Linked DNA regions of Mus musculus: all the other regions are linked to region 3. The links are chromatin contacts, called in public Hi-C and HiChIP or PLAC-seq maps. All regions are on one chromosome and are shown on one strand. The core of a region is the stretch at or near the end of the contact, and the rest is flanking DNA. Distances in the headings are between cores, read along the strand shown. Region 1 overlaps Galnt6 (polypeptide N-acetylgalactosaminyltransferase 6). Region 2 holds the start of Galnt6 (polypeptide N-acetylgalactosaminyltransferase 6). Region 3 holds the start of Slc11a2 (solute carrier family 11 (proton-coupled divalent metal ion transporters), member 2). Region 4 overlaps Dip2b (disco interacting protein 2 homolog B). Region 5 overlaps Dip2b (disco interacting protein 2 homolog B).

Region 1 (4,783 bases), core at 1,448-3,947, 280 kb after region 3:
TTGCCAGCACAGACCAGTGCAAATCGCCACGGACCTGGAGAGATTGCCTCCAGGGTTTCCAGCCCCCACCCCGGTGTAGGCTCCAAGATTGGCTCTCCCTCCTCCAGGACTTGTGTGTGTCAACTCCCACTGTAGAACAACTCTCCCCCGCACACTCGCCAGCCTTTGGGGGGTCTTTTTCCTTTCCTTGTTTCCAGTGGGGCAGGGGCTTCTCCTCAGGGCGCTCAGGGAAACTGTGATCACTGTGCAGGGCCAGCTAATCTGAGTACCAAGCCCCTACTAAAACACAAGGACAGGATGGCCCCAGCCCCTCCTGGCACCGGGTGGGCGTGTCCTACTCACAGTGGGCGTCCAGGAACGTGAGCACCTCTGCCTGCGCCACGCTGGCCCCCAGCAGCCTGGCTGTGATGAGCCCCTTCCGCTCCCGCTGCCGAACCACGCGCACGATCTGCAGCTGCTGAACGTACTGCTCCAGCCTCTCCTTCAGGTGCTCTGGAAGGGACACGGCCACTGTGACCAGCACCTCACTAATCCCTTGTGGGTATTACCCCCAAGTACTCCCCAAAAACTGCCCACAGAAGGTGAGGGCAGAGATGGAAAGACAGGCAGGTGGGAAACCCTGTCTGTGGCCAGGCCCCCTTGAGAACAGGCTTGCCAGCACCAACGTCTGTGGCCATCTTCCCCCATCCCCCACTCCTTGAGGTGTTGGGAATTTAAGCCAGGGCCAAGTGCTCCACCACTAAGCTACACTGCCCCGCACAGGCCTAATCTTTGACTTTATGCCCTGTGTATGGGACTCTTCAGGGAGAGTAAAACAAGCCAAGCAGATTTAAAATACTAAAAGAGACTGTGGGTAATGTTCAGCGGTAGGCGCCTGCCTAGTGTGGGGGCTTCTTTTGGCCACAGTGGATAGAGATACATTCCTAAGGACCCTGGGACTCCATCTGAAATCCTCAGGACACAGAACATAGTTTTACTTCAAAGGACTCCATTTGGAGCATCCTCCATCTTATGTCTTAACTGTTAAGTTTGACGGTCCTGGAACCTGCTCTGTAGACCAGACTGGCCTCAGATTCCCCCTGCCTCTGCCTCCCCCGTGCTGCAATTAAAAAGACATTGTATCACTTCATCCAGCTTCTGTTTTTTGAAAAAAGATTGTCAAAATTATGCACATGTGTGTATGTCTGTGTTAAAATTACACACGTAGCCGGGTATGGTGGCACACACCTTTAATTCCAGCACTCCAGAGGCAGAGGCAGGCGGATTTCTGAGTTCGAGGCCAGCCTGGTCTACAGAGTGAGTTCCAGGACAGCCAGGGCTACACAGAGAAACCCTGTCTCGAAAAAAAAAAAATGCACGTGTGTGTGTATGTGTGTGTGTGTGTGTGTGTGTGTGTGTGTGTGTGTGTGTGTGTGTGTCTGTGCCCGCAAGTACAATGATGCAGAGGATGTCGGATCCCTTGGAGCTGGAGTTAAGAGGCAGGTTTGAGGCGCCCAGTGTGCCAATCTTGGGTCCTCCAGAAACCCAGTGTATGCTTTTAATTCCTGAACAGTCCCTCCAGCCCTCCCCTAGTTCTTAACTGTAGAATGGAGGCGCATGCTGTTTTGGCAGTGGAGGATGTCTCTGACAATTGTGTCCTTCCCTTCCGATTGTGGGTTCACAATTGGGCCTTCCTCTGTACACAATGCTTTGTAAGTCACAATATCAAACACACACACACACACTTGAACACCTACTATGTGCCAGTCACTAATGCAGGTGTTTTCATGCTGGCTTCATTTCCCCATCTCTCTATTGTTGTCACTAATATCAAAGACACACACACATACACCCAAATACCTGAGCACCTACTATGTGCCAGTCACTAAAGCTGGTGCTTTCACACTGACTTCATTTCTCCATCTCTCTATGAAGCTTACACTGTGGAACAGGGCATACCTACCTACCCTAGGGTTAACAGACAAAGTCAAGACTTGGAGCTCAGGTTATCCTAGTTACCATGATGACAACAGGATCCTAACCAGCCTTTGTGAGAAGATATACCTCCTCCAGGAGCCAAGAGGGCACCCACAGGGACTTAACAAGCATGAGCAGCTTGGGTTGAGGGGATCTCTTGCCCCCACCCAACCCCTCCTAAGTTATCTCCAGTCTTTATGCTTCTCCCTGTGCCAGACCCCAAGGAGAAGAGTGTGAAAGGGATTTATTCCGCCAAGCTCCCCTTTGGTTACTGCCTGGGAGAGCAGAGCCCCAGGGAAAGAAACTACAATTTGAAACTTGAGCTCTTCTGCTTTGTCTTCTCCAGTCCTCCTGGTAGGCAAGTGTCCCTGACCCACTAGCCTTGCAAATGAAACACTTCAGGCAGTCACCCGAGAGGGGGACTTGTCTTACTCCAGAAACGGAGCCACTTGTCTCTGGTGCCAGAATCTGGCTGCTCCAATTTAGCCTTCTATGGTGGCTTCAACACTGCAATGACTTAGCAAGTGTCTGCAATGCACTGTGCGATGCTGGACCCTGGCCTTCGTAGGGAAGGCCTGCCGTCATGGGACATGTGAGCCACAACCCGGCCACAACCTGGTGTTGCTGACAGGAAGGGAGGAACCCAGCTGGGCCTTCATCCTCTCAGCAGCTCAGCGGAAGCCTCCCTGAGACCCCACTTAGTTCCCCAGAGGAAGCCTTGGTGGAGATAACTCACGGGCAAGCATCACAGGAAGCGGGCTGTGTGGTTAGACAGTGAGAAGCACTGAGCTGTGACTTCAAGGGCCCTGTGCTATACAGCTCTCCCACGCCTTCCTTCTAGTCTCAGGAGGCTGGGCTAGAGGCTGCAGGTTCTGGTCCTCAGGCCCTTGAAGGACAGTCAGACAACTCTCTGCAACAGTCCTCTGTCTGTCTATCCTACCTGCTGTTTGTCCCACCTCTGGAGTTACTGGAAAAAAAAGACCCAGGAAAGAATATAGCACAGCTGAGTAAGAGACAGGAGGGCCAGCATATGGTCCCTCAGGCTTAGTTGCCATGGTCTGCCACTACCACCCAACCTTACTCCTCAGGTCAAGAGGTAAATGCCCCTTTCTTCTACCCCATGCAGCTCACGGCTCACATGGCACAGCCCCATGGCTCATACTACACAGCCCATGGCTCACACTCCACAGCCCATAGCTCACACTCCACAGCCCATGGCTCACACTGCACAGCCCATGGCTCACACTACACAGCCCATAGCTCACACTTTGCAGCCCATGGTTCACACTGCACAGCCCATGGCTCACACTGCACAGCCCATGGCTCACATGCACAGCCCATGGCTCACACTGCACAGCCCATGGCTCACACTGCACAGCCCATGGCTCACATTCACAGCCCATGGCTCACATGCACAGCCCATGGCTCACACTGCACAGCCCATGGCTCACACTCCACAGCCCATGGCTCACACTGCACAGCCCATGGCTCACACTACACAGCCCATAGCTCACACTTTGCAGCCCATGGCTCACACTGCACAGCCCATGGCTCACACTGTACAGCCCATGGCTCACACTGCACAGCCCATGGTTCACACTGCACAGCCCATGGCTCACATTCACAGCCCATGGTTCACACTGTGCAGCCCACAGCTCACACTGCGCAGCCCATGGCTCACACTGCACAGCCCATGGCTCACATGCACAGCCCATGGCTCACACTGTGCAGCCCACAGCTCACACTACACAGCCCATGGCTCATACTGTGCACCCAGGACTTCCCTCCTAACTTCGCAGTCTTCACTTGGATGTCTGACAGAAAGCTAACTTACCTCAAACCTGAACAAAACTCTGCACCTCAGTCCATGCCCTACCCCATATCCCCACATGACCTCAGCACCAGCACCCGTTATCCACTCCACCCTGAGCCAAGCTGAGTTCTCCCTGCCCCTTCCCTACCGGATTAGTTTTTAACCTGTTCCTATGGTCGCCTTAGTTATAACAGTCAACTGCTCTTCCAGACTCTTCTCCATATTGTCTCCCAGAATGTTCTAGATATGGAAGCAACCTTAAACTGCAGTTTTCTGGCCTGGGAGGCAGAGGCAGGTGGATCTCTGAATTTGGGGCCAGTCTGGTCTACGAGTGAGTTCCAGGACAGCCAGGGCTACACAGAGAAACCCTGCCTTGAAAAACACCAAAACCAAACCAACCAAGCAACTAAACACCACCACCACCGTGCCTGCAGGTTCCTCTGTCTCTTTACTGTCTGATGGTGCTGGAGCCAGAGTTCAGAGCCTCGGGCATGCCAGGTTGAGTGCTCTGCCACAGGACATTGCCCTAGCTCCAGAGCTCTCCCTACTTTCTCTTCAGAGTCTCTCAGCCAGGACAGCCTCCAACTCTTTATTTTTCCTTTTTTTTTTTTTTTTTTTTTTTTGAGTTTCAAATAAAAATACTTTGTGATGTTTCTGCTTGCATGTATGTCTGTGCATCACGTTATATATGCATTATGCTATGTGTCATTTCTGTGGAGGCCAAAAGAAGGTGTTGGATCCCCTAGAGTAGGAGTTGTGACCAGCCAGGTGGCTGCTGGGAATGTAGCCTAGGTCCTCGGAAAGAGCAGCCAGTGCTCATAAGTGTCGAGTCATCTCTCCTTCAGGCCTTGGCCTCTCTCCTGCCCCTGGTTTCAAACCCGCCCTGAGTGTCTGATCCTTCTGTGTCCACCTCCGGTACCCTGGCATTACACACATGTGGCATCATGCTCGGTTAATGCCATGCTATAGGTTGAACCCAGGACCTTGTGCATGCTAAAGCAAGCACTGTACTGA
Region 2 (4,797 bases), core at 2,004-4,503, 310 kb after region 3:
TGGTGTGCATGGTGGTGTCCATGTATGTGTGTGGTGTGTGTGCATGCGTGGTGTGTATATATGTGTGGTGTGCATGTGGGTAATATGTGTATACATTTGTGGTGTGTCTGTGTGTATGTGTGAAGTATACGTGTATATGTGTGGTGTGTGAATATGTGTGCATACATATGTGTGTGTGAGTGTGTGGAGGGGTTCATGTGTGGAGTGTGTGTGCATGTGTGTGTGAGTGTGTGGGGTGTTATGTGTGGAGTATGTGTATGTATATGTGTGTATGATATGTGTGTATATATGTATGAGTGTATGGGGTATGAGTGTGTAGAGTGTGTGTGTATTCCTGTGAGGTATATATATATGTGTGTGTGTGTGTTGGGGGGGGGTAGTGTGTGTATACATTTGTGGTATGTCTGTGTGTATGTGTGTGGTGTGTGTGTGTATGCATGTGTATATGTGAGTGCATGGGGTATGTGTATGTGTGCATGTGTGATGTGTGTGTGATGTGTGAGTATATGGGGTGGAGTGGGTGTGTATGCATGTGTGCTCACTTCCTTCCTTACCTGTCCTTTATTTGCCATTAGATGCAGAGCTTAGTTGAGGTAAGGATGGAGTTTCTTCCTGCACATCTCTTCCTAGGACTCAGGACCAGTCTGGGCCGGGCGCTGGAGGATAACCTGACGCCACAGAGCTCTCAGGTGCCAGCAGAATCTTTCTCAAAGCCCTTTTCTCCCTGGGTTGAACCCATCGTTGTTTACCACGCAAGCCTTTCTCCAGCACAATTACAGCATTGAGATACACACAGAGACAGGCACTGCCCTGCACTCGACCTCTTGCTGATTCAAATCCTCACACATCCAGTCCACTGGGGACGGACATTTCGGGCCTTTCCAGAAGAAATGCTGAGGCTATCCGACGAGCCAAGTTCGCCTAAGCTCTGGCACAGCCATTACTGGGTTCCTCTGGTCCTGAACACTTACTGGGGTACTCAGCCTCACTTCTGGAGCTGGAGATGATGGGATACGTCCGTCAGACCCGGGGAATGTTTAGGGCAATGCTACCTTACCTTCGGTTTTTCAAGAAAAAGAAGGCATTGGCTCCAAGGACTCAGACTATGATCCGCTGCACTCTTGTCACCCAGGCTCACCCTAGACACCTGGGCTCAAGCAACCTTGCCTCAACCTCCTGAGTAGCTGAGCTGTAGTGGTGACACACTCCTTTAGTCTCAGCACTTAGGGGGTGGGGGATGGGGCGATGATGAGCAGAAGCAGGAAGATCTCTGTGAGCAGGAACTCAGCCTGGTCTACACAGTGAGTTCCACCTAGTCCAGCCTGGTCTACACAGTGAGTTCCATCTAGTCCAGCCTGGTCTACACAGTGAGTTCTAGGCCAATCTGGGCTATGAAGAGAGAACCTGTCTCAAAGCACAAAGATGGAATAAAAAATCAAACCAAAGTCTCACCCAAGTTATATTTTGTTTTCTTTGGTCTTGACTTTTGCATTGAGACAGAGTCTTATAGTCCAGGCTGGCTTCAAACTCAACACGTAGCCAAGGATGAGCTTGAACCTTGGGTTTTCCTGCTTCCACCTCTTAAATGCTGGCATTACAGACACGGGCCACCATGCCCAGTTTATCCAGTGCTGGAGACTGGAACCAGAGCCTTATGCACACAGCTAGGCAAGACCAGAGGCTAAACTCACACTCAGGGTTGTCCGTCCAAAGCCACGACACATCTTATGTTCAGTTGGTCCCTAAAGCCCTTGCACCTTCTCATTTGCTCCCCGCCCCGCCCTGGAATGTTTACGTGGCGATGTGGCCAAGGTTCTGCAGCTACATTAGTGGCAGAGCTGAGTCAGCCACCTGTAGCCTTCATTATATACACCACAGCCTTCCCTACGAACAGCTGAGGACAGGGCCCCTCCCAAACCCGACTTCTGTTCTAGGCAGTGCAAACAGGACTCAGCCTATGGTTAGATCTCGGGTCTGGGTTTCTCCCAGTTGAACGTGGACGAAGACAGTTCTGATCTCAGAGGGCACCTGACACCCAGGGGGCCTCCCTTTCGCTGGGCTCTTGTGTATGCTGGAGGCAGTGCCAGCTGTGGGTAGTAATTACTCAGTACCCAGTCTCTTTCAGAGTTTCGATTGCTGTGGGGTCCTGGTATCCCCACCTCTGGGTTCTTTAAAGCACAGGGCGTCCATGAGGACACGGAGCCTGCGATGATGCAGGCTGCCCTTGGACAATCTGAATGAAGAGTATTTCAAAACCTTGATCTAGTCATCATATGAATTTGCCTATCTCATCCTTCTTAGCTTTTCTCTGCCAAGCAGGGAAACAGCTGTCCTGTCAGGAGAGCCCGGCCTATGTAATACACACACACACACACACACACCTGTGGTGAAGCGAAGGTAGCCCTGGAGGCTCTTTGGTGTGTCTGTCATTAACCTCAGTCATTGTAGGGATGAGCTCAGAGTGCAACCTTACAGCTCTCCCTGGAACCACTGTGGCGATTACGGCTCAAGACCCGGCCGGGTTCCTTTTTGTGCTTTGAGACAAGCAATCGCCAGCAGTGTCCACAAAATCAGGCGAGCCCTCTGCAGTGGTCTGGAGTCTCTAGATGACTGGCTTTTGGGCAAGTAGCAGGAGGATTCTCCTTTCTGTCATCACGAGGGAGGGAGAATCAGGAAGTTGGTGGTGACAGTCACAGTCATACACTCTACACAATACCACAGAACTCCGTCCCCCACTCCTCCAAAGCGCTAAGCATCCAAGGGGAGATCAATCAGGAAAGGACTCTGAGGGGCCCCCCACCCCCCACCAATGAGGCTTCTCCTGGTTTGTCCCTTCTGTTCAGGGTATGGCAGGAAGGAGTCCCAACGCTTGAGCACACGAGGTGGTCAAATCGGGGGAGGCACACAGTAGGCACCGGGGCGAGAGCGAGGAGAAGAGGGATTCCGGGGCTCCCAGTTCGCCCCTCAGCTTCTTAACCGCAGAGGTGAAGGGGTCTCACCGCGAGAGACGCTAGATGGCACCGCGCGGGGCAAAAAGCGAAGGCATGGGGGATGAGTCTGGCTCAGCCCCTTCATCTCACTGAGGGGGGTGGGGGAGGGGACGGCTGGGAGGGAGTCCCGGAGGAGCACGGGGCTGCCAGGTCCGAGGGCACCATGGGGTCGCGACCCGTTGCTGCTTACCTACCGCGCCGAGGCAAAGCCGCTGCCGCTGCCGCTGCCGCCGAGCTGCTCGTGGGTTTCCCGACGGGGCGACCGGGAGGGCGGGTCCAGGGCGGGTCCTGTCGAGGATGACGCCCCGCCCCGCTCGGGCAGGTGCTGTGACTCCGCTCCCAACCCCGGCATGCGAGGCCGCTCACGTTGGGTGCACGGTCCGAGGCCAGACTGCATCGCGGGCAGCTCCACCCCAGGGCACCGCCACCCCATGTCACCGCCACCCAAGGCCACCCGCATCCCAGGCCATCGCCACTCCAAGCCACCTGCTCCGCAGGGCGAGAGCAGCAAGCCACGGTGTGCAACGTGCTGGCTCGGTGGCGGAGGGGCTGCGGACCTCAGAGCCCGAGGCCAGCAGCTCTCAGGGCGGGCTGGGCGGCAGCGAGCCCCGAGGCTCTGTCCCAGGCGTCTGAGGTTGTGAACAGATAACTTCCCCTCCCATCTAACTGCCAACTGGCAAGTGCCCGGCCTCACCCAGCCAAATCCCAGCCTCAGTACCTAACTCCTGCTATCCAAGGGTAGGGTCAGTGGGAGGTTGCCGAGTGAGGTTCAGAAATGCGGTCCGGACACGCAGAACACCTTCGAGGTGGTTAGAAATGCAGATTTAGGTTTGGCACAATCCTAAAACCTAGCTCCGGAAGGCGGAGGCAGGGAGATCTTGAGTTCCAGGCCAACCTGAGCTACATAGGAGATCGCGTCTCAATAAATACAAATAAATATATAAATAACAAAAATTACTTAAACTCGCGTCTGATTCTGAGTCGTCCTGCCACCTAGACAGTGGCTGCTCATGGGTTCTGAGCCTACCATCCTGACGTAATTTTCTTATCCTAGTTCTGAATTCCTGGTGATTTGGAAACTTTCTTTTCGTGTGGTTTTAAAGAAGGGTTTTATTTACTCATTTATATGCATGTGGCCCTCCTAGCACACAGCCAGAGGTGTAATCCCTCAGAGCTGGTTAGAGGCAGATGCCTGGCTTTACAGGGGTGATGGGACCTGAACCCCGAGCTATACAGCAGTGAGCAGCAATTGCTCTTCACCAACAAACCATCTCTCCAGCCCTCATGTGTGTTTTCTGAGAAAGAGTCTCAAGTGGACAAAGGTAGTCTTGAACTCCCTACATAATATAGTTGAGTTTTGGCTTTTTTAAAAAAAAAAAAAACTACTTTATTAGGTTCTTATACGTCTACCTCCCGACTTTTATTACAAACCCCAACAGTAGGTTGGAGAGAAAGAAGTTAGAGGAGAAAGGGGGTGTATATAGACTACTTCTTGATGATTAGGGGTTCTGGTTCTCTGGGGCAAGATAGATAGGTATAGACACACACACAACACACACACACACACTCATTCCCACAACATAACTGGGTTTTAAAAGAAACCAAAATTCTCCATAGACTCGAGGATGGCCTTGTGCTCCTGATCCTCTGGCCTCGGCGTCTGCAGCTCTGAGATTACAGAAGTGATGTACCATGATCCCCAAGTTCGGATGCTTTCTGGTAGACATTGATCCCAGCATTTCGGAAGCAGGAGGATGCAGGAGGATCTGTGGCTGCAGACAACACAGTGAAAGGAAGCTTGAGATGA
Region 3 (4,163 bases), core at 1,474-3,973:
ATGACATGCACCCCACAGGCATACACATGTGAGCGAATTAAAAATAATAAAATTGTAAAGAGAAAAAGAAAGGGCGGGTGTGTGGGCAGGCCCGGTACCCACTACTAAGAACTATTCCTTTTCTCTGCACAGCCAGGGTCTGACTGCTTCCTGACCGCTCACAGTTTACTCTGACCTCCAACTCTGACAGAGTTAAGCTGCCTACAAACTTCCTTCTAACCACAGCGTGACAGCAGTGTTGCCTTGGTCACCTGGCCTGACACCTTCATCCTGTGAACAACTTCAAAGGCCATCTCTACCAGAAGGAAAAGAAACCCACACAAAGCACGTTACTTCCTCTCCCACCCAAAGATGCTTTGCCCACCTTTAACAGTGTTTTTCTCCAGAAAAATCTGAAGGACATCTTTCCTTAGATCACATTCAACCCATTTGTCCTAGCAGGGACCTTAGAAATTTACCTGCTTTTCTTAAAAGAAAACGTATGCGTCAAGTCAGACCAACATAGAATAAAAGATTTCCAGCCATAGATGCTTCCTTCTGCTCTTTGGAACCTAATAAAATTTTAATAATTAACTTGTAGCCTTATCATTACATATCAATTTTAATACATTTCAACCTAAAGAAGTATTAAACTGTTGTAATACAAAGAGAAGCAAGAAAACTTAGGCCACCTGCAGCGCCACACATGGGCAGGGGCTTGATGCCTCTGACCAGCCACTTTCCAGTTTCCTATTCAGTCCCTAACAATGTTGCTGAGCAATGAGCAACAGCTGCTCCTACTCCTGGCATCTCCAACCACTGGAACGGAATTGATGGTGAGGCTCACATACAGGTGCTTGCTGTAGCAGAAATGAAGCCATCTGATAAACAGCACCACCCCCGCCCCACAAGCTCTTGGCTTCAAAATCAAACAGAAAAAGATCCTACTTTGTGGAAGGAATTCTCTCTAGTCACTCACTGAGTCACAACTGAACCATAGCTGCTCACTAGCCCTGCTGATTGATGATGCAGCTTCTGCTTTCCCGAGAGTAGAATCTCTCCTCTCCGAGATTCACATCCAGCTTCCCTATTCCTCAATGGGAGGAGCTGACACGATGTTCAGGAATTCCCCTTCTGAGTCCCACAGACCTTCCCGGAACACGAGAGAGCATGTGTGCTGCAGTCATCTGCCTTTTAGGTCTGTGTCCAAAATAAACTCAGCCCAAGCAAGACTGAGTAAAATAGCTAACAAAAAACACCAGTGAAATCTCAATGTTACATTTACCAGCAGAGCTACTGCAGGAAACAGCCTAAAACGTTACTTAACCACCCCATTCAATAAACTCAGCAGAAGCCAAGTTTGAGTGGTAAAAGTCTGTGATCTCAGCAGAGGCAGGAGGATCACTGTAAGCTAGAGGACAATTTGGTCTACACTGCAAGTTCAAGGCCAGTTAACGAGAGGTAGCCAGATCTAGTCTCAAAAAGACAAAGAGTAAGAAGGTACTGTCAGCACCTTGCATCTCTTCACCTGTAATTAGATGCACTTGCAGACTAACAGTATGGCTAGAAAGCCTTGCCTGGAGGACCTTTGGCAATAGCCCAGGGGACTCAGGGCAAAGACTACTGAGAAGGTTAAAGTCTTTAAGGAAACAGCAGGCACAAGCAAGCAGTAATTTAAAAAAAAAAAATACCGGTCAGCAGGAGACTGCCCTAAGCACTTTACCTGTATTAACTAACAACACCAACAGCCCTGACAGACCCAACCTTCACCACCACCACCACCACCACCCCATCCCCCCACCCCACCTTTAAGTGTGGACCGCAGGAAAGCTTAAGGAGCCTGAACCAAAAGTTAACACAGCCAAGAAGTAAGGAGACTTGGTCAGGGTGGAGAATGCCACGGTGGACAACGTGGACAGTTTCCCGTGGTTTCCCCACGGGTCACATGGAAGCTCTCGGATGCCCACCGGCCCTCACCAGCTCTTCTCCCATATTTTGCTTTTGCTGCCTTAAATCACACCGTTGAAAACCAAGGGATAACCGAGTGTCTCCATTTTATACAGCGGAAACTCTACTTCTGAGGATGCCCTTCCAAATATGATGTATCCAAGAAACGGACAAAGAATCCAAAGGTGGAATATCAAACAAATGAGTTTGCAAACTACCCGGCCTAGGACGCCGCTGAGAAGGGGAGTATCCATCGCGTGCAAGTGTCCCTGAACGAGGCCTTGGAAGGCGCAGGGTCCCAGGCTGCACACACAGCCGGACAACCGAGCAGCACTCAACCGCGAGGCCTGAGGCCTTCGGGCAGACCGCGCAGCTCCCGCAGCCGCTGGGCTGACAGGGCGCTGCGCTGCAGGGCACCCGGGGCTCCGGGAGGGCACTGCGGTCGCACCCCCCGGCCGGCCGGCCGCGGAAGGGTGGTCCGGTGTCCCGGGTGGCGGTGAAGAGCCGAGGCCCGTGATCGTCGGCGCCTATGCTGAGCCGGGAGCCCTCCCGGTCTCCTCGGGATACCGGGTTCCCTCCCCGGGCTCGCCGCTGCGCCCTCCCCGCAGGCTGCTCCAGCCCCGTAGGTCGCCGTCCGAGCCCCCTCGCACGCCCGCGCACAGCGGGCCGCCGTAACCCCTGACCCTGCCAGCACCCCGGCTTACCGGCTCCGCCACCTCCACACACGCCGCGCCGGCGACTCCATATCCCAGGAGCCAGCGGCGACCCAGTCAACCTCCTGCCCTCCCGTGATTGGCCGGCCGGGCGGGAGCCCCCCTCTCCTGATTGGCTGGACTCCTGCAGCTGCGGGATTGCGTGGCCGGCGGACCGGGAACGGAGGCTCCGCCCATCCGAGCTGCCTGGGGGCGGGGCCTGAGCGGGGGCGGGGCTGATCCGGAGGCGTGATTCCGCCGGGCGCGCCACGGTCCTCGCAGTTCAAACCTTCGGCGTTCTTATATTGGCAACTCCCATCCCCGGAATGCTCGGGACATATACATTTTTGTCATAGTTCCCGCCACTTCCTTTTAGGCAGCTACACGCCTTTTTCCTCCTAAGAGATGATAACTCCGAGAAACAGCTACACTCGATCCTAAGGCGCCATGGCAGTCCCTATTAGCTTCTTGAGCCACTGCTCGGTGCCCACTGACGCGCCAAGAACACCCCACGCCTGGGAGGAACCGAGAAACTTCGACCAGTGGAGCCAGTTCGGCTGCACCCGTCGTCCTACTCCCAAGACTCACAGTGATCCCACCTGGCTCTGTCTCTTCTCCACACATTTTATCCTGCCTGCCCCCAAAACAGTCCCACTCCATCCCCGGCCTCAGCCTCACCTCTTCGCAGTTTTATGACCTGACAACCCCCCGCCCCAAGTTGCCACCGAAAAGGACTTCTCGATTTCCCCTACAACAGTATAGATGACAGCCCTGTTTTCTTCATATAGAAACTGCCGGGAGAAATGTTCATTATTTGGTAAGAACGGAGATAGGAAGAAAGGGTAAACCCTAAAGATGGAAACTTTAAAAAAAAAAAAAAAATGACAGCAAAAGCAAACAGAAAGGCCCCTGGCTGGGGCTGCTGCTCTTCATACAGAATCGTCACCTGAAAGAAGAGAAACTACAAATTAATCTTGGCCGCCTCTCCAGCTCATCCGTGGCGTTGGAGAAAGGCTTCTTAAATGCCTTCGAGCCCAGAACCTTTCTTCTGGGACCTTCCGCTGCATCTAGAAAAGAAAGGGGCGAGATCTGTTTGTGTCAGCGTCCAGGTGTGCTCCTCGGCTGGCCAGCGTCCCTGGGCTGTGGCCACTTACTTAGCTCACAGTTGGGAGCAGCTGCTGCCGCCCTTGGCTGCTTCTTCCCCATGGTGCAGGACTGGTTTGGCTTTTCAGAGCAGCGCAGCCTCTATATATGCAGAGGAGTACGCCTCCCCTTGGCTAGAGAGAACACTTAAGGTAGGTCAACACTGAGGGAAAAATTTCAAACCGCACCCTTCAAAGCATAATCAAATTTCATCTTTGACCGGCCATGAGAAGGAGGAATTGTATTTCTGCCACTCCTAGTTATTAGTAAAAATTAATTGAGTTAAAAGTTTTCTTCTGAGATTTCATTTATGTGCCATTCGGCAGGGCAGGACGTGGAGGCGGGCAGTGGGTGCCCTGGCGGTAATGTAGTAAAGCCTTTTGTCTGGAGGCCACTCCCCTG
Region 4 (4,527 bases), core at 1,806-4,305, 360 kb before region 3:
CCTATACTGGGGCATAGAACCTTCACAGGACCAAGGCCCTTTCCTCCCATTGATGACCGACTAGGCCATCCTCTGCTACATATGCAGCTAGAGCCATTCCCTGGGGATTTCTAACATGCTCTGTAAGTTTTTTTTATCTGTGTTGATGTAGATTTTGGTAGTAGTTTTTTCTGTCTTCATTTTCACTTTTAAGAGGAAGCAACCCGTTTCTAAATCTTTTCAGTTTTACTCAGACCCATGCTGTGTGGCTGTTAGCTATGTGTGAGATGTGCTGGAGGGACGAAGGACAACAGTGGGTACCTGACTCAGATCATCAGTCTCATGACTTGAGCAGCAGCCACGCCTAGAAACCTGACAACAACAGTGTTGTGTTTGATGCACCTCACTTGTTAAGTCCTGTCTGGATTTTACTGTGTGGTACATGTGTTGTTCATCAGCAAAACTGAACAGGTGCTAGGACATTGCCAAAGCTTTAATCAGACCCATGACGACACTCTTTTGGCTTTGGCCTTACAAAGAGAAAGAACCACAATAGCCAGAACAAATTTTTGGTTGTTTCTTGTGGTGACAGTTGTGGTTTAATGGCTTCAGTGCTTTCACTTCCACTAAGGTAGACTGTCAGGGGCAAGCTGTGGTGAAGGCAGTCTGGCAGTGTCTTCCTCTCTGGTAGAAATAGCACATGCTTGATGATGAAGAGAAACTGAGGGAGAGTGCACACCTCTTCATTGCAGCTGGTGCCTCGCTCTAAACAGTGGTTCTGTATGCCCCTTCCAGTTACTCTCTGCTTAGGTGTCTACTTAGAAAACAGCAGACACCGGGGCACGTTCCTTCTTGGCCTTCAGCTAAAAGCAGGTATAAAGATGCGTATAGTTAGGGGAGGTGATGCATGTATCATACAGTGCAGTGCAGGTGATGTGGATATAGTGCAGTACAATACAGTACAGCATGTATAGTACAGTATAGACATTGCATGCACACTACATACAGCACAGTACAGCTGTGGCATGTGTAGTGCAGTATAGCACATACAGTATAGTACAGGTGATGCATGTATGGCATATAGTACAGTACAGTACAATACAGGCACAGGGTTGTAGTACAGTAGAGCACAGTATAGTACAGGTGATGCATGTATAGCTCAGTATAGTCCAGTACCATACAGTACAGGTGCAGCGTTGTAGTACAGTATAGTACAGTATAACACAGGTGATGTGTATAGCATGGCACAGTGCAGAACAGTACAGGCGATGCGTCTCTAGCCATAGGACTTGGTGGGCTGAGGCCAGCACACAGTTAGAAGTCATACTGAGATTGTGCCTCAACAAACCAACCAGTAAAGAACAAAGAGCAGAACAAACAAGAAGAGAGGGCCATGTACAATTCAGGTTTGTTTCTGCAATGTTTGTTTTGAGGCAGGGTCTTGTTGTTCTGACTAGCCTAGAGCTGGAATTATAGGGGTCATGTGCCCCCTGAGGAGGGGCTGGGAACTGGACCTAGGTCTCTGAAAGAGCAGCAGGGGCTCCTCACCGCCAGCCATCTCCCTAGTCCTCAGAATCAGTGTTTTCAAAGTTTGTAAAACTGAGTTCAGTAGTTCAGTGGATTTACATTGCATTTTTACAAAAGCAATGCACCCATGAGCCTACTGTGGTGGTGAAGAAGAAAACATTGGCCAGGGATGTGGTTTAGTGTATAGAGCGCCCATCTATCTTGCAGAAAAGCTAAGAGCCCGACACCCCATAAAACTGCCTGTGTTGGTATACACCTGGAGGTGGAGGCAGGAAGACTAGTTCAAGGTTATCCTCAGCCATATAGTGAGTTGGAGGCCAGCCTGGGCTGTATGAGACACTGTCACAAAACAAAACCAGCAAAAAAGAGTGCCAACATCTCCATTATCTGGAAGTGCCCCTTCCCAGCTAGCATCCCCACAGACGTCACCGAATGCGGCCTGTGCACTTGTGTGCTTTACATGTTCTTGCGTTTATTTAAGTGGCATCTTAGGAATGCTGTCCTTTGTCTCTGACTTCACTTTTGGGTCTGTGCTTTCTCCTCCATGGTACACAATACTTATAGCTGTGATAGTTCATTTGCTTTGTTGTTGATAGACATGTGGTCTGCTTATATTTTTTGACTTACAAATGCTTGCTTTTCTTGGTGTCCATATATTGGCTATAGCCAGTAGTAGAGCTGTTTGGTCACATAGTACATGTATGTTTATTTAATTTCAGTTTTTGTTTTTGAAGTGTTTTTTGTTGTTGTTTTTTTTTTGTTGTTGTTGTTGTTACTTGCTTGCTTGCTTGTTTGTTTGTGATAGGGTTTCTCTGTGAAGCCCTGGCTGTCCTGGAACTCTCTTTGTAGATCAGGCTGGCCTCAAACTCATAGTAGAACCACATGTCTCTGCCTTGTGTACTGGGACTAAAGGTGTGTGCCACCATGCCAGGCTTCTTTGAAGTGTTGCTCTGAAAGCTGAGACATTTAGTACTTTGTGAGTACTGACAGTGTGGTAGAGCCTCACTTCGATAGAACACAGTTAAAATGCAGAAACACTGAGAGTTTATCTATAGGATATTTATATAGATATGCCCTCATCTACATATTCATATATATGTTAATTTTAAGGTTAGGCTTATGTCTTAACCCTGATACATATCACTATGAACATGGAAATTCTCGTGCTGCAGAGCTCAGCGATTTTCCTTAGCACAGGCTGATTGGTCTTTCTTGCTGGGCTCAGGGAGGATGGTCACATGAAGTGTTAGACTGAATACAATGCCAGCGCTGGGAGCCTGGAGCCTTACTGAGCTTCCAGCACCACACACAGTGGGCACATGGGGAGGCAGCACAGGCATTGTTGAGTCAGTACTGAATTTCTTCCTGTCTTTTGTCGTTGCTGATTGGAGATCCACATAGTGTATCTCAATACAGATTTTATGACTGACACTGACTGGAAGTAAAGGTAACAGTGAACTCGCTTGCTGTGTGGGACCAGCTGGGGTGAGCACTGAGGCTGTTAGAGGAAGGCCTTCACTTTGGACTTTGGAAGAAAGTGAGATAACTGAAGTTAATGACTGGTATTTTGGTCAGCAGTGTGATCACATTCAAATGTATGCCATTTGAATACCCATTAGTAGGTCGGGTGATTTGCGGGGTGTGGCCTAGGCTGCAGTACAGGCATAAATTAGATAGCACTCTCAGTGTATGGTCTCAGTCTATCCAGAAGAAAGCCGGGCGTGGTGGCGCACGCTTTTAATCTCAGCACTCGGGAGGCAGAGGCGGGCGGATTTCTGAGTTCGAGGCCAGCCTGGTCTACAGAGTGAGTTCCAGGACAGCCAGAGCTACACAGAGAAACCCTGTCTCGAAATTACAAAACAAAACAAAACAAAACAAAACACCAGTCAGTCTACCCAGAAGAGTGACACAAGCCAATGAGCCCATAGTGCCTTTGTGAGGATGTCTCCAAGGAAGTAAAGGGGGCAGACAAATTCCAAGTGTGAAGCTGTACTGGACCCAGCTAGGGAAAGCTGGCCGTGATGTCCGTGACATGGACACTCGTTTCTTTTCCCTTACATAACTGTGCGTAGGTGGCCTGGGGCTGCTGGGATGTGTGGAACTGGAGTGCCTGTGTGCTTGCCCACATGTGTGAGGTCACCTTGGCTTAAGCACTCGGATGGCAAAGAGAATAAAGAGTTCATCTGCTTGGCTCACCCATAACCAGGCAAGTGCTGGGTTAGAAGTGTAGTTCTCCTGTCTGAGAATGACACCAGGGCCTTGCTCAGTTCCAGGATTGAGCTTTGAGAGACAACGATGCTTAAATTGTGGCTTAAAGATTTGGGGATCAGCTAGGTAGACAAGGAAGCCAAGAGTAGGGAGTTTGAGAAAACATGGGAGTTCAGTTCTAGGCTTGATTCAGATCAGCCAGAGTCAGGGAGTGGCTCCGAAGTACCTGAGGTGGCAGGCCTATAGCATCGCATTTTCTCATTGCTCATGTTCTGTCTTGTTGTCAGCCACAGCCTCAAACTGTTTATTTGGTTTTTATTTTCCAGGATGAATTTGAACTTCTGATTCTCCTGCCTCCACCTCCCAAGAGCTGGGATTATAGGCATGCGCCATCATGGCCAGGTTTATCAGAACTTCTTCTTTGGCTGTGCACTGTGGTGCACGCCTTTCATCCCAGCACTTGGAAGGCAGAGGCAGGCAGATCTCTGTGAGCTACAGGCCTGCCTAGTCTACAGAGTGAGTTCCAGGACAGCCAGAGCTATGTAGAGAAATCCCATCTCAAAATAAATAATAAAAAAAAAAAATAAAAGGTTTTTGGCAAAAACTTTTATGACCCTGAGTGATTGATGAAGTGTCTGCCTTCCCTGCAGTAGGAAGCCTGGCTGCCACCCGACTCTAGGTCAGGCTGATTGTTTTGTGGTCCCTGAAAGAGATGGTGACATAGCAGGCTTGTGAGGGATTTTTAGTTTTCCAAACCTTGCCAGAATGTCCCCTGTCTCCCAGCAGGAGTAGCTGTGTATCACCAAGCCTGAA
Region 5 (4,841 bases), core at 454-2,953, 280 kb before region 3:
ATAATTTCATAACAAAGATACAGTCCTCTCTTCTAAGACCTGACTCAGCAGAGCAGAGTGATCAGGTTCCCTGTCCCTTTACCTTCTGTTCTAGGGACTTCTGAATAGGATTCAAAACACCTCTATGTGCTATTAGGGACATCTGTGTTGCAAGTAGAAAATCTCTCCCATTTTGAGGAGCTGGGCCTGGTGGTGCACGCCTTTAATCCCAGCACTCAGGAGGCAGAGGCAGGTGGATTTCTGAGTTTGAGGCCAGCCTGGTCTACAGAGTGAGTTCCAGGACAGCCAGCGTTACACAGAGAAACACTGTCTTGAAAACAAAAAAACAAAAACAACAAATAATAATAATAATAATAATAAAAACAAAATAACAACAACAAAAAAACAAACCCCGAGATGTTGAGGTCCCTCCAGGCTATCTCACACAGCCCCCCAGTGTGATAGATCTTGGTTTTCTCATTCAACTGTCCTGCATATACCCAGGTACAAGTACTTTGCTCCAGAGAGGGAAGGTATGAGACCTATATCCTCAGGTTCTGCTAGCTTCTTCTGTTAGCAGTGGAATTTGCCGCTTTTGGGGGCAGTGGTGATGCACGCCTTTAATCCCAGCACTCAGGAGCAGTGGAAGGCAAATCTCTGAGTTCTAGGCCAGCCTGCTCTACAGAGTAAGTTTCAGGGTAGCCGGAGCCACATAGAGAAACCCAGTCTAAGAACAAACAAGCAAGCAAAAGTGGCTTGGCTGCTCCTTTTGTAGTTGAAGCCACTTAATGTGTCCCAGGACCTGCAACCTCTAACTCAGGGCCATCACATAGTTTTATCTAGCTATGTCCTTTTGCTAGTCCTGAGGACCAAAGTTAAGAGGCTGTATTCTAGGGAGGAGGAAGAGGAGGAAGAGGAAGAGGAGGAGAAGGAGGAGGAGGAGGAATGATGGGATTGCTCATCATTGAATATTTTTAAAGTCAGCATCTGGCAATTATACAATGGTCAGAACGCAGGCAGCTGGGGTGGCTCAATGGAGTTTGAACCTCCAGCTCCTTCCTAGGCTGAGTGCAGTGGTACACATCTGTAACTCTAGCACTGTGTGCGGAGGAGGCAAGTGGGTTCCTAGGGCTCACTGGCCAGCCAGTCAGCCAGTCACCAAACCCATGTCAACCTCTGGCCTCCAGAAACACACACCTGCAAGCACACCCCACCCACACATACAGCCTCCTGTGTACCACAGTCCTCTTCGATCTTTGTACATTGACTGTCAGCCCACACGTCCGTGTGCTGTGTTGTGTGGAGCTCACTTCTGGGGCACAAGTCACTCTGCTCTCCCTGTGGGAGGTACAGTCTCCTGGGTTACTAACCGGATGAAAATTGAGAGCTGCCTGATCAAACGGGTTTAAGGAGGAAAAGCTTTAAGGGGGCGGACGTTTTGGCTTTATTTATGGTGTCATGCAGTTTAGAAGCAATGAGAACAGTTGGCATGGAAAATGATTTGTCTTTTTTTTCATAAATGACTCTCAGATAAGACCTCAGTCAACCTAAAATGTGATTATTGACGCCTATGTTAAACTGCCGTGGATTAGAAAACTCAAGTTTTCTAAGTGTGCAGTGACTCCTAGTGTTAGCACCTGTGGCCTTCCCCATCCTTTACTGCCTGAGTGACTGTGCTGCAGTTGTCTCATGTGCTGATGTCATGAGGCGATGACCTCAGCTCTCTTTATAGAGGTCCTTTGTGTAACGCCACTGCTCATTCATACAGAAATAAATACAGTGCTGACCCACAGACTAACTTAGTTATTTCGGTTTCCGGGCTTCCCTGCAGCCTGTGAGGTTATTGTTTGGTGCAGTGAGAGAGGGCAGGTGACCCCAAGTGGAGGGAAGCTGTGTGTGGACGTGTGCTCTGACAAGGTTCCTACCTGCCAGGGATGGGCTGGACGACAAGGAAAAGCTTTTCTCCATAATGTGTTAATCTCAGCCTCTGCATTTCTTTACCTAAGAATGATGCCCTGGGGCACACTGGACATTGCTGGTTTTCATCCACCTCAGAGGTGTTGTATGGGATTGCGGTGCCTTACCCTGTGCCAAGGACTTTCACTAAGACGGCCCTGCCAGGCTGTGTTGCCTGTACGTGTTTGCAAGATAGGGAGAGCAGTGGGTCTGCAGACAGGAGAGAGCCAGATGCTCATTGTCAGTGGGTAATGGTTAACTCAGTCCTTATCAACCCTAAGTGTCACAGGCAGGAAACCCCTCTCACCTGACAGTTGCCTATATATGCACAGTACCACAGAAGGGTAAACCTAACTAGCCATCACCTCCTGAGAGCTGCCATTCTGTCACTTAAATGTTACTTGAAAGAGAATCCCTAGGCTGGGGATGAGGCTCAGCATGAAGCACCCCCCCCCCTTCAGTCCCTAGCACCACACAACAGATTTAGTAGCAGGAGAAATGGCTCTTCTGTGTGAAGAGCTTGCTTGCAGTCACCTGCTCCATGCCCAAGTGAGATGTCGCGCTACTTTGTAGTGATTGTTAGAGTGCACGCTCATCCGGCATGTCAGTGCACTGTGGCTTACTCGCCTAGACCTAATTTTGTTACCTGTTGTGTGGGCCCAGAGGCGGGATCTATTGTTCCTTTCTTTTCTAAAAGATTTTTTTAAAGTTTTGTATGCCTGAGGGCTTTGGCTATATGTATATATATATGCACTGTGCCATCTCCTAGAGCTGGAGTTACAGGCTCTTGTGAGCTGCCATGTGGTAGCTGGGAACTGAACCTGCGTCTTCTGGAAGAGCGTCCAGTGTTCTTAACTCCTGAGTCATGGCTCCAGCTCTGGTGGGCGCTGTCCTCCAGGGCCCGTCCACTCAGTGCTCCTCAGCACGTCTCTGCTTTCAGGTGGTGTCTGTTTCAGGTGCCATTTTCATTCTTGTAAGTCTTAGCAAGTTTCAAGTTAAGTCTTTTTCAAAATTTGAAAAGCCTTTTCAAATTTGATTTTTACAGTTTTATTCAATTAAGATTGACATAATATAAGTAACTTTGGAGGGGACAGTTGGTGCTGTCTTCACACACCCCAAGCCTGTAGCTATAGCTACAGCCTAACAGCACATACGTAGGTACGTATTTTGCCAGGTTGTGACATAGAAACACAGTTAAGATAATGCCCATCTCTGCAGTCTCCTGAGCGCTTCACGTTCCTCTCACCCCGATAACCACTGCTTCGCTCTCCTTGTCTCTGTGTTGGCTTGTGTTTTCTCTAGATGTTTATGCAATAGAGCCATGCAGTTTTGTCTCCCCCACCACCACCACCACACACACACACACACACACACACACACGCACACGCACAGGTAGAGCAGGAGGGATGGGCTAACTTTCATTCACCCTAAGTATTTTGAAACTCTTCCATGTTGTATCCATCCCAATAGACGGCTCATGGCTGAGTCTGACTATAGTCTATCCATCCATTTGTCTGTGCTTGGCCATTTGGGTTGTTTCCTGTTTTACGTTGTTACTGGGAATCAAACCTGGGTCTTTTGGAAGAACGTCCAGTGCCCTTAACTGCTCAGCTATCTCTTCAGCCCCAAGTGTTCACTTTTTAAAAATAAACATTTTTTCCATCTCACTCCGGCCCCGCCTGCTCCAGCCCTAAAATAAACATTTTTAATATAATGTCCACATAACTAAAGTCATAGCAGCTAGGAAAAGTTAGTAAACTGGGGACTTCTCTTCTCTTAAAAACAATAAGCAAATCATTTCTATGTCTTCTAATTGGTTACAAATAGATGGTAGACTTCTGATGAACACTATCAAGTGGTGCCTGATAAGTCACGTCACTCCACAGCAGGCAAACCATGCTTTTAGGATTGGTCTCGGGGCTGGGGCAGGGGCTGGGGCTGGGGCAGGGGCAGGGGCAGGGGCTCAAGAGCAGTGTGTGCTTGCCTAGCGCGAAGGCTTAGGCTTATTCCCTAGAACCACCATCTGAGCAAAGTAGTAACTCCTACTGTATTTATTCCCGGCACTCAGGAGGCAGGAGGACTGATTGTCATGAGTTCAAAGCCAAGCTATCCAGAAATAGATAAGCCACTGCACTGACCCAGGGTATTGTTATCTATTTGGCATTTTCTGCCAAGCCCTACAGCCTGATGCCCAGGGCCCAGAGAGGCAGGAGAAAACCAGCACCCACATCGCCCTCCAACCCCAGAGGCGCCCCCGGCACGCATGTCCCCTGCAAATCAACCCTAGAGGTGCACCCCGGCATGCGTGTCTGCTGCAAATCCATTCCTGAGTTTGAAAACAAATTTCTACAATTATTCCTGGTTGACAATGGCTTTTTTTTTTTAAGCTACAAAAGAAATTATTTAAAAGATCTCATTTTGATTTTTTAAAAAGTGTGGGCTCAGACAAGTATGGTTGGTCATGCCTAAACCCATGGGTGTGGGAGCTGAACTTGGGTCCTTTGACAGAAGTAAGTGCTTGTTAACCGCTGAGCCATCTCTCCAGTGCCTTATTTAAATTGTTATTAAGGAAACTATCAGATACTCTGTCAGATCAGGAAGATAGAATCCCCTTCTTATCAGTAGTCCAGTGCTTGAGAAGGGACTGCTGTTGATTGTAGCTGCAGGCTGCCTGCTGGCCCCGCAGTGAAGTGAGCCCTTGGCACCTTGTGCCCCTGATGTCTGTCCTCATTACTGTCATTCTCTGTTTTGCTCGTGAGCTTCAGCTGGTTCCTGGTTTGTTTTGTTTTGTTTAAAGATTTATTTACTTTAAGCATTCACCATTGCTTTCTTCAGACACACCAGAAGAGGGCATCAGACCCCATTACAGATGGTTGTGAGCCACCATGTGGTTGCTGGGACTTGAA

The links. Hi-C and Micro-C count contacts between places; a contact is called where the count stands out from the background. HiChIP or PLAC-seq counts read pairs in DNA pulled down with a chosen protein or histone mark.
Region 1: a contact with region 3 is called in a Hi-C map of B cells, with 5 read pairs. The contact joins the enhancer-like site here to the promoter of Slc11a2 in region 3. A contact is called at or near these places in 1 of 484 Hi-C or Micro-C datasets (B cells), 8 of 115 datasets of contacts at active chromatin or transcription factors (the SCID.adh cell line, embryonic stem cells, kidney and 3 more) and 3 of 9 other capture datasets (adipose tissue, liver and pancreatic islet).
Region 2: a contact with region 3 is called in an H3K27ac HiChIP or PLAC-seq map of embryonic stem cells, with 12 times the contacts expected there. The contact joins the promoter of Galnt6 here to the promoter of Slc11a2 in region 3. A contact is called at or near these places in 1 of 484 Hi-C or Micro-C datasets (embryonic stem cells), 6 of 115 datasets of contacts at active chromatin or transcription factors (embryonic stem cells, extraembryonic endoderm stem cells, microglia and 1 more) and 4 of 9 other capture datasets (adipose tissue, embryonic stem cells, liver and 1 more).
Region 4: an H3K27ac HiChIP or PLAC-seq map of embryonic stem cells shows a contact between it and region 3, with 10 times the contacts expected there. The contact joins the enhancer-like site here to the promoter of Slc11a2 in region 3. A contact is called at or near these places in 4 of 39 promoter capture datasets (the 3T3-L1 cell line, 3T3-L1-derived adipocytes, cranial neural crest and 1 more), 5 of 115 datasets of contacts at active chromatin or transcription factors (embryonic forebrain, embryonic stem cells, microglia and 1 more) and 1 of 9 other capture datasets (embryonic stem cells).
Region 5: an H3K4me3 HiChIP or PLAC-seq map of stem cell-derived neural progenitor cells shows a contact between it and region 3, with 4 times the contacts expected there. The contact joins the enhancer-like site here to the promoter of Slc11a2 in region 3. A contact is called at or near these places in 3 of 39 promoter capture datasets (the 3T3-L1 cell line, hippocampal neurons and stem cell-derived epiblast-like cells), 3 of 115 datasets of contacts at active chromatin or transcription factors (embryonic stem cells, extraembryonic endoderm stem cells and stem cell-derived neural progenitor cells) and 2 of 9 other capture datasets (liver and pancreatic islet).

Annotation. Positions count from the first base shown.
Region 1 is chr15:100,703,769-100,708,551 of GRCm38.p6, forward strand. Galnt6 (polypeptide N-acetylgalactosaminyltransferase 6) reads right to left here. Exons shown (of 12, transcript NM_001161767.1): 5 at 343-492. Among named protein-coding and RNA genes, the nearest start is that of Galnt6os, 10 kb to the left of the region's middle. Within about 2 kb of position 2,698, at least 112 of the 459 cell types and tissues checked have an H3K27ac peak or open chromatin away from gene starts, as enhancers often do. A contact at or near this core is called in B cells and the SCID.adh cell line, where this site is marked.
Region 2 is chr15:100,726,123-100,730,919 of GRCm38.p6, forward strand. It overlaps Galnt6 (polypeptide N-acetylgalactosaminyltransferase 6), which reads right to left and starts at 3,254. Exons shown (of 12, transcript NM_001161767.1): 1 at 3,181-3,254. I730030J21Rik (RIKEN cDNA I730030J21 gene) reads right to left here. Exons shown (of 3, transcript NR_045782.1): 3 at 4,383-4,762.
Region 3 is chr15:100,420,332-100,424,494 of GRCm38.p6, forward strand. It overlaps Slc11a2 (solute carrier family 11 (proton-coupled divalent metal ion transporters), member 2), which reads right to left and starts at 2,724. Exons shown (of 17, transcript NM_008732.2): 1 at 2,631-2,724. Gm5475 (predicted gene 5475) reads left to right here and starts at 2,862. Exons shown (of 3, transcript NR_040351.1): 1 at 2,862-3,913.
Region 4 is chr15:100,060,411-100,064,937 of GRCm38.p6, forward strand. All of the region lies in intron 1 of Dip2b (disco interacting protein 2 homolog B), which reads left to right. Among named protein-coding and RNA genes, the nearest start is that of Dip2b, 24 kb to the left of the region's middle. Within about 2 kb of position 3,056, at least 22 of the 459 cell types and tissues checked have an H3K27ac peak or open chromatin away from gene starts, as enhancers often do. A contact at or near this core is called in embryonic stem cells, where this site is marked.
Region 5 is chr15:100,143,963-100,148,803 of GRCm38.p6, forward strand. The region is part of intron 4 of Dip2b (disco interacting protein 2 homolog B); the gene reads left to right. Among named protein-coding and RNA genes, the nearest start is that of Atf1, 81 kb to the right of the region's middle. Within about 2 kb of position 1,704, at least 60 of the 459 cell types and tissues checked have an H3K27ac peak or open chromatin away from gene starts, as enhancers often do. A contact at or near this core is called in extraembryonic endoderm stem cells and stem cell-derived neural progenitor cells, where this site is marked.